2 separate regions of the Zea mays genome follow, and region 2 is linked to region 1. Evidence: chromatin contacts called from public Hi-C data. All regions are on one chromosome and are shown on one strand. The core of a region is the stretch at or near the end of the contact, and the rest is flanking DNA. Distances in the headings are between cores, read along the strand shown.

What was found. Hi-C and Micro-C count contacts between places; a contact is called where the count stands out from the background.
Region 2: a contact with region 1 is called in a Hi-C map of leaf, with 7 times the contacts expected there. The contact joins the promoter of LOC103632765 here to the promoter of LOC100381983 in region 1. A contact is called at or near these places in 3 of 25 Hi-C or Micro-C datasets (ear, leaf and tassel).

The regions. Positions count from the first base shown.
Region 1 is chr7:120,814,625-120,820,949 of Zm-B73-REFERENCE-NAM-5.0, forward strand. It overlaps LOC100381983 (putative RING zinc finger domain superfamily protein), which reads left to right and starts at 2,161. Exons shown (of 3, transcript NM_001174753.1): 1 at 2,161-2,476; 2 at 2,579-3,167; 3 at 5,360-5,708. The coding sequence starts at 2,188. The coding sequence ends at 5,438.
Region 2 is chr7:121,022,906-121,029,512 of Zm-B73-REFERENCE-NAM-5.0, forward strand. It overlaps LOC103632765 (F-box/LRR-repeat protein 3-like), which reads left to right and starts at 2,245. Exons shown (of 3, transcript XM_008654497.3): 1 at 2,245-2,726; 2 at 3,245-3,355; 3 at 3,468-3,588. The coding sequence starts at 2,514. The coding sequence ends at 3,521. LOC103632764 (probable GMP synthase [glutamine-hydrolyzing]) reads right to left here and starts at 1,396. Exons shown (of 5, transcript XM_008654495.3): 1 at 1-1,396. LOC100272678 reads right to left here. Exons shown (of 5, transcript NM_001147135.2): 3 at 6,557-6,607; 4 at 5,437-5,746; 5 at 4,881-5,119. The coding sequence ends at 5,098.

The DNA of each region.
Region 1 (6,325 bases), core at 911-3,410:
TCTAGAAACCCGAAGGTGGAGAGTTCAGCCTGTACGGACCTTGGCACACCGGACACTGTCCGGTGGCACACCGGACAGTTCGATGCGCCAGACCAGGGTACTCTTCGGTTTCTTTTGCTTCTTTCTTTTGAACCCCAACTTTAATTTTTTATTGGTTTGTGTTGAACCTTTAGCACCTGTAGAACATATAATCTAGAGCAAACTAGTTAGTCCAATAATTTGTGTTGGGCATTTCAACCACCAAAATCATTTAGGAAAAGGTTGTTGCACATGAATACATGTACTGATGCTGATGATGGTGATGATGGTTTTGGTTATGATGAACATGAATACATGTACTGATATTTCCTCTAGGAGGAAATATCTTATGGGTTGATAACTTGGGATTAATGTTAAAATCTGGATTATATTAATGATAAAACTTGTTGTATTAAAAGCAACTCTTTGAGCCTAACTCCACATAAAGCTAGTCCACCTTAGCCAAAGGGGCATTTGCTAAGTACGTTGATACTTACTCACTCTTGCTTTCAGAAAACACCAGGTTGCCTTTGGTGCAACCTATGCTTAGGTAAAGGAGAAGAAGAAGGCATCGAGGCCGATCTCTAGGAGTTCAAGGACTTCAACGAGTTTTGAGGATTAGGCTAGCGATCTCCCCAGTCAGCTGCATGTGGTGGGTTTATTTACATTGGCTACGTTTCTATTATGTGCGCTTTGATATAAATGATGTTTATGACTCATGTTTGTAAAAAATATTACTTACTCTTTATGATTATTCAAAGCTATAAATGATGTTTATGACTCATGTATGTAAAAAATATTATTTACTCTTTATGATTATTCAAAGCATTGTGCGATGATGAGTCATCTATGTAATTGCTGTGTACGTGAGTTCTGATCCTGACACGTACATGGTTCGCATTCGGGTTGCCTTCTGAAAGCGGGTGTGACATATTTATGTCATTATCAACTATTTTGTAAGACATTCTCATTATGTAATAAAGATTATGACATTATTCTCTATACATTGAGTCATTGTATGTGTGGATCTTGTTTCTGGCACATATATGAGATGCGTATAGATTTACCCTTAAATCCGGGTGTGACCCAAACATTGTGTATTTAGCACCTATTTTGAGTTTAAGTCAGGTTTTAGGTCCTTTGTTGGACTCAGGAAGGTGTTTGGCTTCTAGTGGCTAATTTTTAGTCCCTCCATTTTATTTCATTTTAGTCCCTAAATTGCCTAATAAGAAAACTAAAACTCTATTTTATTTTCCATATTTAGCAATTTAAGGACTAAAATGGAATAAAATTGTGATATCCTGACCCATTGCTTAATAGAATTAATAGTGTACTCATACACACAAGGTGCATCTTTTTTCGGAAGCCTGTTTTGAAAGAACCTCTAGGTTAAGCGTGTTTGGCCTAAATAAATTTTGGGATGGGTGACCAACCGGAAAGTCTTCTCGGATTTGCACAAGTGAGAACAAAGTGTGCACAAATGACTCGTGTTGATCTGTGGGGATGATCTATGATCCTTGAGGGCTGCCGGGATTAAGTACCGCCGGTCGAAGAGTGGACAGAGTGTTACAAATGATATCAGAGCTGACCCTCGCGGTTTCACGCACGTGTGTAGGCTAAGGGTTCTGGTATATAACGCATGACTTATATGGGTTCGAAGTGGTCACATGGAATGTCATATGACGACACTAGACATAGACGTGATAGGGGAGGTTTCTGGTTCGGGGTTGACCGACGAAGACGTCGATCTTCTAAGGGGGTGGATTGTGATATCCTGTCCCATAGCTTAATAGGATTGATAAAATACTCATACCAATAAGGTTCATCTCGCTTTTCGAAAGACTGTCTCGAAAGAACCTCGGGGTTAAGCGTATGTGATCCAGAGCAATTTTAGAATGGGTGACCAACTGGTAAATCTTTTCGGGTGCATATGAGTGAGAATAAAATGCACACAAAAGACTTGTATTGGTCTATAAAGATAGTTTATGTTTCTAAAAGGGTAATAAAAATAAATATCGCCCCCTCGGTCTCGGAAGCGCAGCAGGCTGCTGGGCCAAATGTCAAACAACATGCTGCTGGGCCAAATGGCAAACACACCCTAAAAGACCGCGGGTGGCTGATCAACGGTTTCCAGTAGCAGCAGCACAACTGCACGACCCCTCGCCGGCCATGGAGGCCTCCGCCACCGGCGCCGCGGATCCGCACTTCCCGATTTACATCTCCTCGGACGAGGAAGACGGGCACGCCTATTTCATCGAGTCCTATAGCCCCGAGGAGGTCCAGATTCAGCAGACCATTCTTCTCTCCCTGTATACCTCTCGCGCCCAGACGGCCGCCGCCTGCTCCGCTTCCTCCTCTTACCCTACTGGTGCCTCCTCCACCCCTAAGGCCGGTACCTCCTCCACCCCTAAGGAAACTCCTATCGATCACAAAAGAAAGCGCAAGCTTAAACTAGAAGGTACGTGTCACATTTCGAATTGAGCATTGAAATCTCAATACCTAGATGCTTACGATTCACTTGGATCTCGCCTAATTTCTCTGATCTGACGCAATGTGGCAGACGACACGAACGACTCCAAAATGAAGCGGTCCACGCGCAACCGCTTCAACTGCGCCATCTGCTTCGAGATGGTTCTGGCTGCGGAGAAGTTTGTTGTGAGTCACTGCCCTCACGCGTTCTGCAACAGTTGCATCGGAAGGTATGTCGCCGGCAAGGTAGCCGACAACGTAGCCGTGATCGGGTGCCCTGACCCCGCGTGTGAGACGGGGTTTATTGAGATGGATCTGTGTCGGGATATCATCCCGCCTGAACTATTTGACCGGTGGAGTGTCGTGCTGTGCGAGGAGCTACTGGGTGATGATAAGTTCTACTGTCCGTTCAAGGATTGCTCGGCACTGTTACTAAATGATGATTCGGCGAAGATCAGGGAAACAGAGTGTCCCCACTGTCACAGGCTGTTCTGTGCTCGCTGCCATGTGCCATGGCACGATGGGATCGAGTGCAAGGAATTTAGGAAGCTTGGGGATGACGAGAAGGGGGAGAATGATTTGATGCTTAAGAAACTTGCTGACAAGGAGAAATGGCAGAGGTGCCCCAAGTGCAGGATGTATGTTTCGCGAAAATCTGGGTGCTTGTTAATAAATTGCAGGTAATTTTCCTATCTTATCATTTCTTTGTTCCAATCCGTATTCTTCTCGAAGACTGCAGTAATGTATAAAATTAGGACAAAAAAGCTGAATATGGTGTGGAGTGTGCTGAGTGGTTTGTACAAAGTTGGCAAAAGTTAGTTGTTTATGGACACAGAAGGAGACGAGAAAGTCTAATTGATGTTCATGATAAGAAAGGAATAAAAATTCTTATGGAATACAATCTCCCCTTCACTCTAGAAGTCTAGGCATGTCAAATTTATCTTCCCCATTACATTTCCCATATACATCAAATTATGTTGGTGATGCATAATGCCCGGTGCTTGAGAACAAGGTTTTAAAGTCGACTCTAGTCGCCTGAGCACCGATAAGGTGACTAATCGTGATAAGTTGTAAATTTTCTCGATTAGTCGAGCTTAGTCGACTCCTATAGTCGTCCACCTATATCAGAACCATATATATATATATATATATATATATATATATATATATATATATATATATATATATATATATATATATATATATATATATATATATATATATATATATATATATATATATATATATATATATATATATATATATATATATATATATATATATATATATATATATATATATATATATATATATATATATATATATATATATATATATATATAGCTGTAGCAACACCATAGGTTCAAAATTCAAATGCAAGTCATAAGATTAAATGCAGGACAAGAGGACACTACATTGCAAATACCATTTTAGTATAAAGACAGGATAGCATTAAAACAATACTATTGCAGATCTATTGACAATATAACTGTAGCAGCATATTTTCACTAAAATTCACAAGAATGGCCGCGACTGCAAAAGGGCTCCACGCGCTGGAGGCTGCAGCAAAGGTGCCACACACTTGAGGTTCGAGCAGAGGACCTCTGCAGCAGCCATGTGATGGAGGGGGCAGCCACGTGATGGAGCAACGGACGCACAGCAGGGGCGGAGGGAGAGGAGGGTGACAGCGCTAGAGAATGGGGCAATGGAGCAAGGGCGGTGGCGCTAAGCAGGGCGCACGCCGCGTACAGGTGGCGGCGGCCACAGTGTTGCGTATCTAGGACTCGAGGTAGGGCAAAACAGTGTATTTAGACCTTTAGAGATGGTGGGACGGTCCATAGAAAAGAGACCGAATATTAGCCCAAAACGAACAAAATTAGTCGGTCATAACACTAGTCGAACGACTAATCACGATTTGTCAGCGACTAGGACGACTAATCGCTTCCTAGTCGCCCTAGTCGAGTCAAAGACCCTGATCGAGCTTGCTCCAGCGATAAGGCCGCCTAATCGCGACTAATTGCGATTAGTCGGACGACTTTAAAACCTTGCTTGAGAAGGAGGCCATAGTGGAGCAAGCTGAACATGCTACTATGCTTACTATCTATGAGTTCTACACTAGTGAATAGTGATTTATATTGCTACTGATTGCTTCAGCATTTAGTGGTACCAATGATACAGCTACCAGCTGATTTGATTGCTGAACCTTTCCACAAAAGTATATCTTGCCTTTACTTTTAGTGGCTATTAACCATCACTTCAATCTCAATGAATGACATTGAAGAATGATTTAAACTGTCTTCTTATTTTGTCTTGGGTGTAATATGTAAAACAATCATGTACTCCTTTAGTATGCTGAAAATGAGGGAAGCTAAATGATGATATGATAGGAAATATATATATTTATAGTTTCTATCTACATTCTACATTGTGCAGCAAGAATAGTTTATTTATTAGTCGTATATGTACCAAAGGTAATATTCAACAGGTTCCCATTTTTTGCGTTCAAAGAAAAACCTCCTTGTCCATCTCCTCTTGGGCTGTGAACAAGTTCCTCAAGTGAAACTAGGTTTTATTTCAAACTAGTTTCCAAGTGCTAGTAGTTTCCATGCAGTGAGGACCTGGGTTGGGTGAAGTGTTGCATTCTATCAAGTTCTAGCTTGGGTTTTTGTTGTTCTGCTTGGTTTCATTTGATCTTTTTGGTTACTTCTGAATTCTGATTCGCTCTTGTGTTTAGTTTTGTATCTAGTAGCCTATGTTATCCCAGCAATTTTAAATATCAATTTTACTGATTCTATAAGCACAAAAGCCATGTATTGAACTTTGGTTGTTGATATTCATCTGACTAACAAAAATTTTTGTTCTGTTTTTGAAGGTGCAAACAGTACTTCTGTTACCATTGTGCTGCACCAATGGATAGGGAAACTCACTATTGTGAGAATTGCAAGCACTAGAGAAGTAGATTAAGGTCTTTTTAGATAATGAGTAGGTAAAGCTCTTAGTTAACAATGCAGGCTCCGTGCGCAGTCGTAGGTGATACCTAAGTAGAATTTTATCCCCTTTTAGTGGAAGTAAGTTCCACCTTTCTGCCATCGTGATATTGTTGAGCTATAGAGTTGATGTGCTGAAGTTATCCTTAAAGCATCCTGCATTCCTGCATCATGAACTCCCTCCGTCTTGTAATATAATGCTTTACAAAATATTTTAAGATAACTTGAGAGAATATCCAAATGACGCATATACCCATGGATTAGACCTAGTTAAGAAATTTCTCCTTAAATTATGGTTTCCTTTTTTTAACAAACTTAGTCAAATCTGAGCATCCACATAGAATACCTTCTGTTTGAGTACAAAATTTTGAAGTCATAATCCATTATATTCCATGACAGGGGGGTATTTGATTAATTTGCTGGTGTTTTTAGGTATGTTCTGATATATGGTTCTTCTAATTCTATGGTTAGCTTCAATTCAGTATATAACAGAAAAGGCAAGAAAAACATTTTAACTGTGATTACGTGATGTGAACCATATCTTTGTTAGATTGATTTCAATCAACTAGATAATATGACAGTTTTTGTCAATTTTAACATGTTAGCAGTCTTCAGGTGATATGGACTTCGTGACTTTCATGTGAAATGAAGTGCTCCTTGCTATCATGCAAAACAACAGAGCTCTTCTCGCTTGACAGACCTGATTTTGCACGGTTCTTAGGCCTGCTGCTTCTCTTAGGCTCCTGCCACGTCAGCTCTGGACCCCACTCATGTCTCTATCGTTCCCGTGCACAGGCTGCAACAGTCTATAGCTATATCAGCTTTTTCTATTTCAGAATTAAGTAATTCAA
Region 2 (6,607 bases), core at 995-3,494, 210 kb after region 1:
CTTGGAAAACCGTGCATGAAAAAATGATATTCATGTTACTTAGCATAAGTTACGACCGATTGCAGAAGCTTACCGGACACTTCGAGCAACATGCTCACTAAACATGGCCGTGAACTTGGCATCCACATGTTTAAAAATTATATAAAACACAAACAAAGTCAGAAAATCATGAAACTTGTCCACGTGTCATGATATCATATGTACATGCTGTGATAAAAATTTTATAATGTTTGGAGAAAGTTGTGAGACACTATGTGTAGAAATCTAAGAGATCCACATTGAAACTCTTTGATTCCACATAGTGTCTACACATAGTGCCAATTGGGACACTTGGCAAAGAGCCTGACATGGGGACCCTCCCTGGCGGGCTCTTTGCCGAGTGTCCAAACTGGCACTCGGCAAAGAAGGCGGCTTTGCCGAGTGCTGCCAGGAAGACACTCGGCAAAGATATCTTCGTTGCCGAGTGTCATCGTTGACACTCGGTAAAGCCGCTGTCTCCGTCAACCGACGCCGTAACGGTCGCTTTTCTTTGCCGAGTGCTCCCTGACATTCGGCAAAGATATTTGCCGAGTGTCCGAGAAAAAGTACTCGGCAAAGAAGTCTTTGCCGATGCACTGTTTGCCGAGCCTTCTTTGTCGAGCGTTACACTCGGGAAAACCTTTGCCGAGTGTTTTTCAGGCTTCGCCGAGTGCTTCAGGCACTCGGCGAAGCTATTGATTCCGGTAGTGCTTACCGGAAATGCCATAAAACGCATGATTTGTTTTGACCACCTACGTACCAGTGTTAGGGGTAACCCATGGGCACTTCACCGGCCTCGCCGACGTCGCGATGGATTCTCCGTTCCACATGCCCACCACCGGCGGCACCACCACCACCTGAGCAGTGGCTGCACCACCGCCTGGCACGATGACGCTGCCAGCAGGCTTCCTGGACGCCGCCGGCCGCGCGGAGGGAGGACCGGCAGAGGCAGCCGCCCTCCGCCGTGGAGGCCCCGCGGGGCGGCGACCGATCCTGCCCGTGGACGCCCGGCTGCAGAACGACTCGGTGGACGCCTCCGACGCGCACGAGACGCTGAGCGAAGACGACACTGCTGCTGCGCCATGGCGCAGCAGCGTGGACGCCGCCGCGGCGCCCCTTGTCGGGGACGGGGCCAACGACAACGTCGGTAGCAGCCTCCTCCTGGCCTTGTCGGCCGCCGCCGCGGGGGCGTTGTCCTCGCGCTGGGGTAGGAGGCTCCAGCTTGTCCCTGCCCAGCCTCCGGGCGGCGCCGGGCACGCGGGGAGCCGCCGCCGCCGGCATGGAGCGAGCGAGGTAGCCTACACCTAGCCGCGCTAGCGAGGCGAGGCGTCCGGCCTAAAGTGAGCTTGTGACGATGTCGTGAGCGAAAGCGATAGGCGATCGGATTCGGATGGGCGGGAGCAGGTGATGAGCCTGCCGGTTAAGTAGCGCGCGGTAGCGGCCGCATGCAGCGTGTTGTACTAGGAGGCTAGCAGCTAGCTAGCAGGTGGCGCCCGCGGCTGCCTGTCTTTTGTATTGGTATACGTGCCGTGCGTACGCGCGCCGCGGTGGGCGGGAAAGGAGAGGTGATGCGGACGCGCGCGGTAGGTGCCACGTCTATAGTGCTATACAAACCTCTGGTGCAGCTAATCATGCGGAGCGCCGGACCGCGCGCGATTAGCTCGTCAGGTCATCAGCAAACGCTGCAAGCATGGATCCCTGATCGATGAGATGCATGGTGCCCCGTGCATATGCATATGTTGTTGTTTCCTGACCCGGTCGGCCGGCCGGACTATATATATCTGTCACATGGGATTTAAGATCAAATTCAGACACGTCTTAAATATGTGTTATGATTAAATCTCACACATATAATAATTCATAGTACAGAAATCAATGCAACAACTTTATTATATAATAAAATTCCGTGCAAAAATAGCTAAGTAAATATATCATATGACGACAATGATCGTATGTAGTTGACTAGTAGACGACAGTCTTAGCGGTACATGTTCTTGTCCTGCTATGATTATAGCAATAGTAAGCTCACATACGTTCAGCGCTCAGCAAGTGTAGTGAATAATGTAAGGTTTATTGCTTTTAAATAATTGATCAAAATTTTATTAGCAATTATTAAGTATAAGTATATACAATCTTAATTAAATAATTAATCAAAATATTGAATAGATTGTACAATGGAATGCAAATAACATATTAAATTTAATCGACATCCGTGTCCCGTCGCGCGCCGCGTGGGAAGTGGGAACTCCGCCGAGAGGCGCTCCCGCGGGCGCTGCTCGCCTTCCCCGCGTTGTCCACGCTCGACCTCTCCGCGTGTGCGGGCCTCGACGACACCTCCCTCGCTGCAGCGCTGCCTGAGGAGTCGTCGCTGCTCGTCCGCCAGGTGTGCCTCGCGTGGGTCAGCGGCGTCAGCTGGTGCGGCCTAGAGGCACTCGTAGCGCGCATGCCGAGGCTCCGTCGACCTCTCGCACTGCGTCACAGTCGGCGACAGGGAGATGACCACCCTCATCGCGGCCACCAAGCTCAGGGAGATCGTCATGGACAAGTGCCTCGGCATCACCTATGTCAGGCTCACCAAGGTCTTCGTCGGATGCCCTGGGCTCCAGAGGCTCAACCTCAAGTGGCGGCACGAGATCTTCGACATCGGCGTCGACATGCTCGCCAAGAAGTGCCCCCAACTGCGTAGCCTCGACATCTCCTGCCTCAAGGTAGGGTGGCGCATCAATCTCAATTTTAGTTAGTAGCATCAGTAGGGCTGAGGGAGGTAAACTGAGATTGCCCTCATTGAATCAAATGATACTTTGTGCGTCTAAATTCAATAATCCACTAATTAAAAGGACTGAGGTGTTTTGTTTGTACAGGAAAACACAGTTTTAAATATAATGATTTACTTAAAACCGTGATATTTTTTGAGTTCTCAAAACCTCAGTTTTATTCTCTTATCTCTACATGTACTTTGTTTTTTTAATGTAACTAAACAGATCTCGATTTTAAACAATACTATGATTTTACTGTGGTAAAATAATACCGTGGTATTTATGTCATTTAGGGCTAGTTTGGTAACCACATTATCCCAAGTGATTTTCATTTTTCTAAGGGAAATTAGTTCATTTTCCCTTGGGAAAATAAGAATCCCTTAGGAAAATTGAGCTCCCAAACTAGCTCTTATAGTTATAAACTATGGTATCTTAAAACAACAGTATTTCAAGAGTGTATTTCCAAACAGACCCTTCATTTGCTGTTGCACGAAGAAACCACGGATCTGCTGCAGACGCCATCGCTGGACTCGCAGCCCAAGGCGGGGGACGCAACACAGCCTGCTGCTGCTGCCAAGAAGGTAAGAGATAAAAGCAGAAGTGCTCATGTCTTCTCGTCTTGTCCATGTTCATGGTTTTGTCGAGATAATCTATTCGTGTCGCTTGTTTGTGTTGTTCATTTATTTAAACCAGCAAGGTGTCGCGACGAGCCAGCCGTTGAGCGTGGTACGGATCTATGTAGTATAGTTTGGGAATTTTTGTATCTTGCTTCTGAAATTTCAAACAAGTTTACAAAAGCGCCAAGTTAATCGAACTCTCTGTTGATCACAGCTATAGAAAATATTAAATTTGTATAATATTTTAATATTTGTTCGACATCAGTTTATTCTATTTAAGTCGATGTATTTATTACAAAACTCGAAACTCGCCCTGTCCTGCCCTGGTGTGATCAATCTAGGAGCGGGGGGTGATTTGATAGCATCGTGGTTTTATTTTGATGGAACATTCGAAAGGAAGACGATCAAAGGACTTTCCAAAATGCATCTTCGCGACCTCTGCAGCTTGCTCTTCTGCATCAGGAAACCATCGATTTATTGAAGCCTACCTTGAGTCAAAATGTGTGGCAGTGTGGGGGACACACCTGACAAAGAAAGACCACCAGACCACGGTATATACCCAATATTCGCACTTCCATCGTCCTTAAATTGTATACGAGATCTAGAATACACTTCCTCTGTTCTAAATTATAGGACGTTTTGTCTTGTCTAGATACTCCCTCCGTTTCGTTTTAGTTGTCGCTGGATAGTACAAAATTAAACTATTCAGCGACAACTAAAAAGAAACGGAGGGAGTATATAGTAAAAGTTATTTATACCTGAAAAAATATACTAGCGCAGTATAATTTGGAACGGATGGAGCAGAACCATCCGGGTTCCAGTACACTAATTTCCGTGCAATTTCTGCAGTCCAAACCAGAGGGCGCGAGTGTGACTGATATGGTTTGACAAAATTGCACGCGGCAAACGTTGCTTCAAGCTTGGAACAGTACAGGTCAAAGCAACTACTGCTCGTCTTGTATGAGCAGAATCAATTAGGCTAACTTTTCCCATCAGCAGAATCAATTAGTTTAACCCTGTGCGTGTGAGTTTAATAATGGGGAATCTACACACTATCATGTCATACCCTAGTAGCCGTACAGATGCCATGGATTTTGTATGAAATTTCCAGGCGAACGGTTGGTGGTCGCACTGGAGGCCAAAGTGACGTCTTCATTATTCTCAATTCATTTGGCCGCACCAAACGTCGGGCGTTTTTCTTCTGTCCATACTCCGCACAATAGCATAGCCTAGTACTTTTGTTAGCCTCATATATTATTCTCAAGCGTGACAGAAACATCCCTACAGAAGGTGTAGAGCTGATACCAAAGGTTCCCTAATCTGCTCATGGATTCAAACTTGCATCGCTAGCATATGGCCCTTTTTTAGCTGTTGATTGATGCAAACTCAGGGTCCTGACCGTATGAACTAGAAGAACGTTGACGACTTTCAATTTCAAGTTGGTGTGCGATACCGATACGCAAGCGAGGAAGAACGAAAACCGACCATGTGTACAAGTAAAATGTCTCAACACAGGCAGCCTGGTACACTAGTATGTTTCAAGCGCTCCACAAGTTAAGTACACGCAACCAGTATTTTGGAAGATGTCACACATTCGGTTAAATCAGTTCACTTTGCGGCTGAAATGGCATCGCTAGAGCCGTCTCCACTCTCCACGAGTGCAAGCATGATAGACCAACGCATCCTGCTGAAGAACGACGGACTCTTCATAGCATTCTGAAATGGCACCTGCAAGGACCAGAAACCAACTTGGAGTTAACAAAGCCATCAGCCAGGGAACAATGATCATGTAGCTTGTTCAGGAGTAAACAAAAGAACTTGCCAGCCCCCGATTATTGCTTTAATTCCAGGTGCTGAGACATTAGCATCAAATGGTGAAATGACTAACTGGAAGACCTACCATGGCAATAAAATAAACACAGCCACAGCTAGATGACACACATCCATAAAAGTTCTTAAAAAGGGTTGTTCAGCTATGAAATTTTGTATTGACTAGAAAGGTAATAAAAGGATTGACGCTCACTACCCAGTATAGTAGAGCTTACCCCAGAAGTCCTCTTCCATGCCACTTCCTTGGTGTAATTGTTAAATTCACCGCTGATCCCTGGCGAATGATGACTAAAGATACTTGACTGTCCTCATTGGAAAGAGCTTCAGACATGAGCCTTTCCTGCAACTGATCACCAGCTTCCACATTCCCAAACTTTACAATCTCATCTCCAAGTTGCAAACCATCCACAGAAGCAGGAGAACCATCAGCGATTTCATCAATCATGGCAAAAGGAAGTCCAGTCACATGGTCCTCTTCCATAGGTTCACTTTGAGATGATCCAAAGTGTGAAGGATCTGTTGTATCTGCATGCAATCAAATATCATAAAGATCAGCGACTTAACCACATTTAGTTCAACACATATCTGGGCCTTCTTAGGTTAACTAAATGCATCGAGTATAACATATATTTTCGCATGAACAGAGCTTTACCATGATAAGAACATGGCTATTGCAAATACTAATATTTAAGATCATTGTTAACACTTGTTTTTTTATAAATATTGTCATAACTTCATCATTCTATATCTCTGGCCTTACTCCTTCAAAACCATACTCATATTGTTAATACTTTTTATTGACGATGCCACAAGTAGCAGAATTATTAAGCATAATAAATTAGAATAGTATAGGTTTTAACCAGGCTACAGTGACATTCACTAAAAAAACTCTCATAATTGAGTAGAGGTAAGATACTCCCTCCCATCATGAAACTTGTTGTTTTGAACTTTCATTGTCTCCAAGACACAAATTTTGTGCATCTGTGCAGAACTATAAAATCAATAGCATAGAAGGGCAGATCTAAGGCAGTGGTGAGAGTTGTCTCACCGAATCACCAGGTCCCGGTTCGAAATAGCCTCCCCGCATTTGTGGTGGAAAGGCTTGCCTCGGTTTATCTATTCCCTAGACCCCACTCACGTGGAAGCCTTCGGCACTAGGTCTACCCCCTTTATATAAATGAATACCATAAAAGATTATACCTACTCAGATTTTTTACATTTCAAATCAAGTCTAGAAATTTGGTATTTAAGAAGATTAAATTGGATAAAGATTCAAAATATTGCGGCTACCAGTAATGACATTATCCTTTGACAAGATACTATCTGTATACTTACCAGATCTCCTTGAGGTTGATTGTTCATTCCTTGATAACTTTGCTGAGTGTA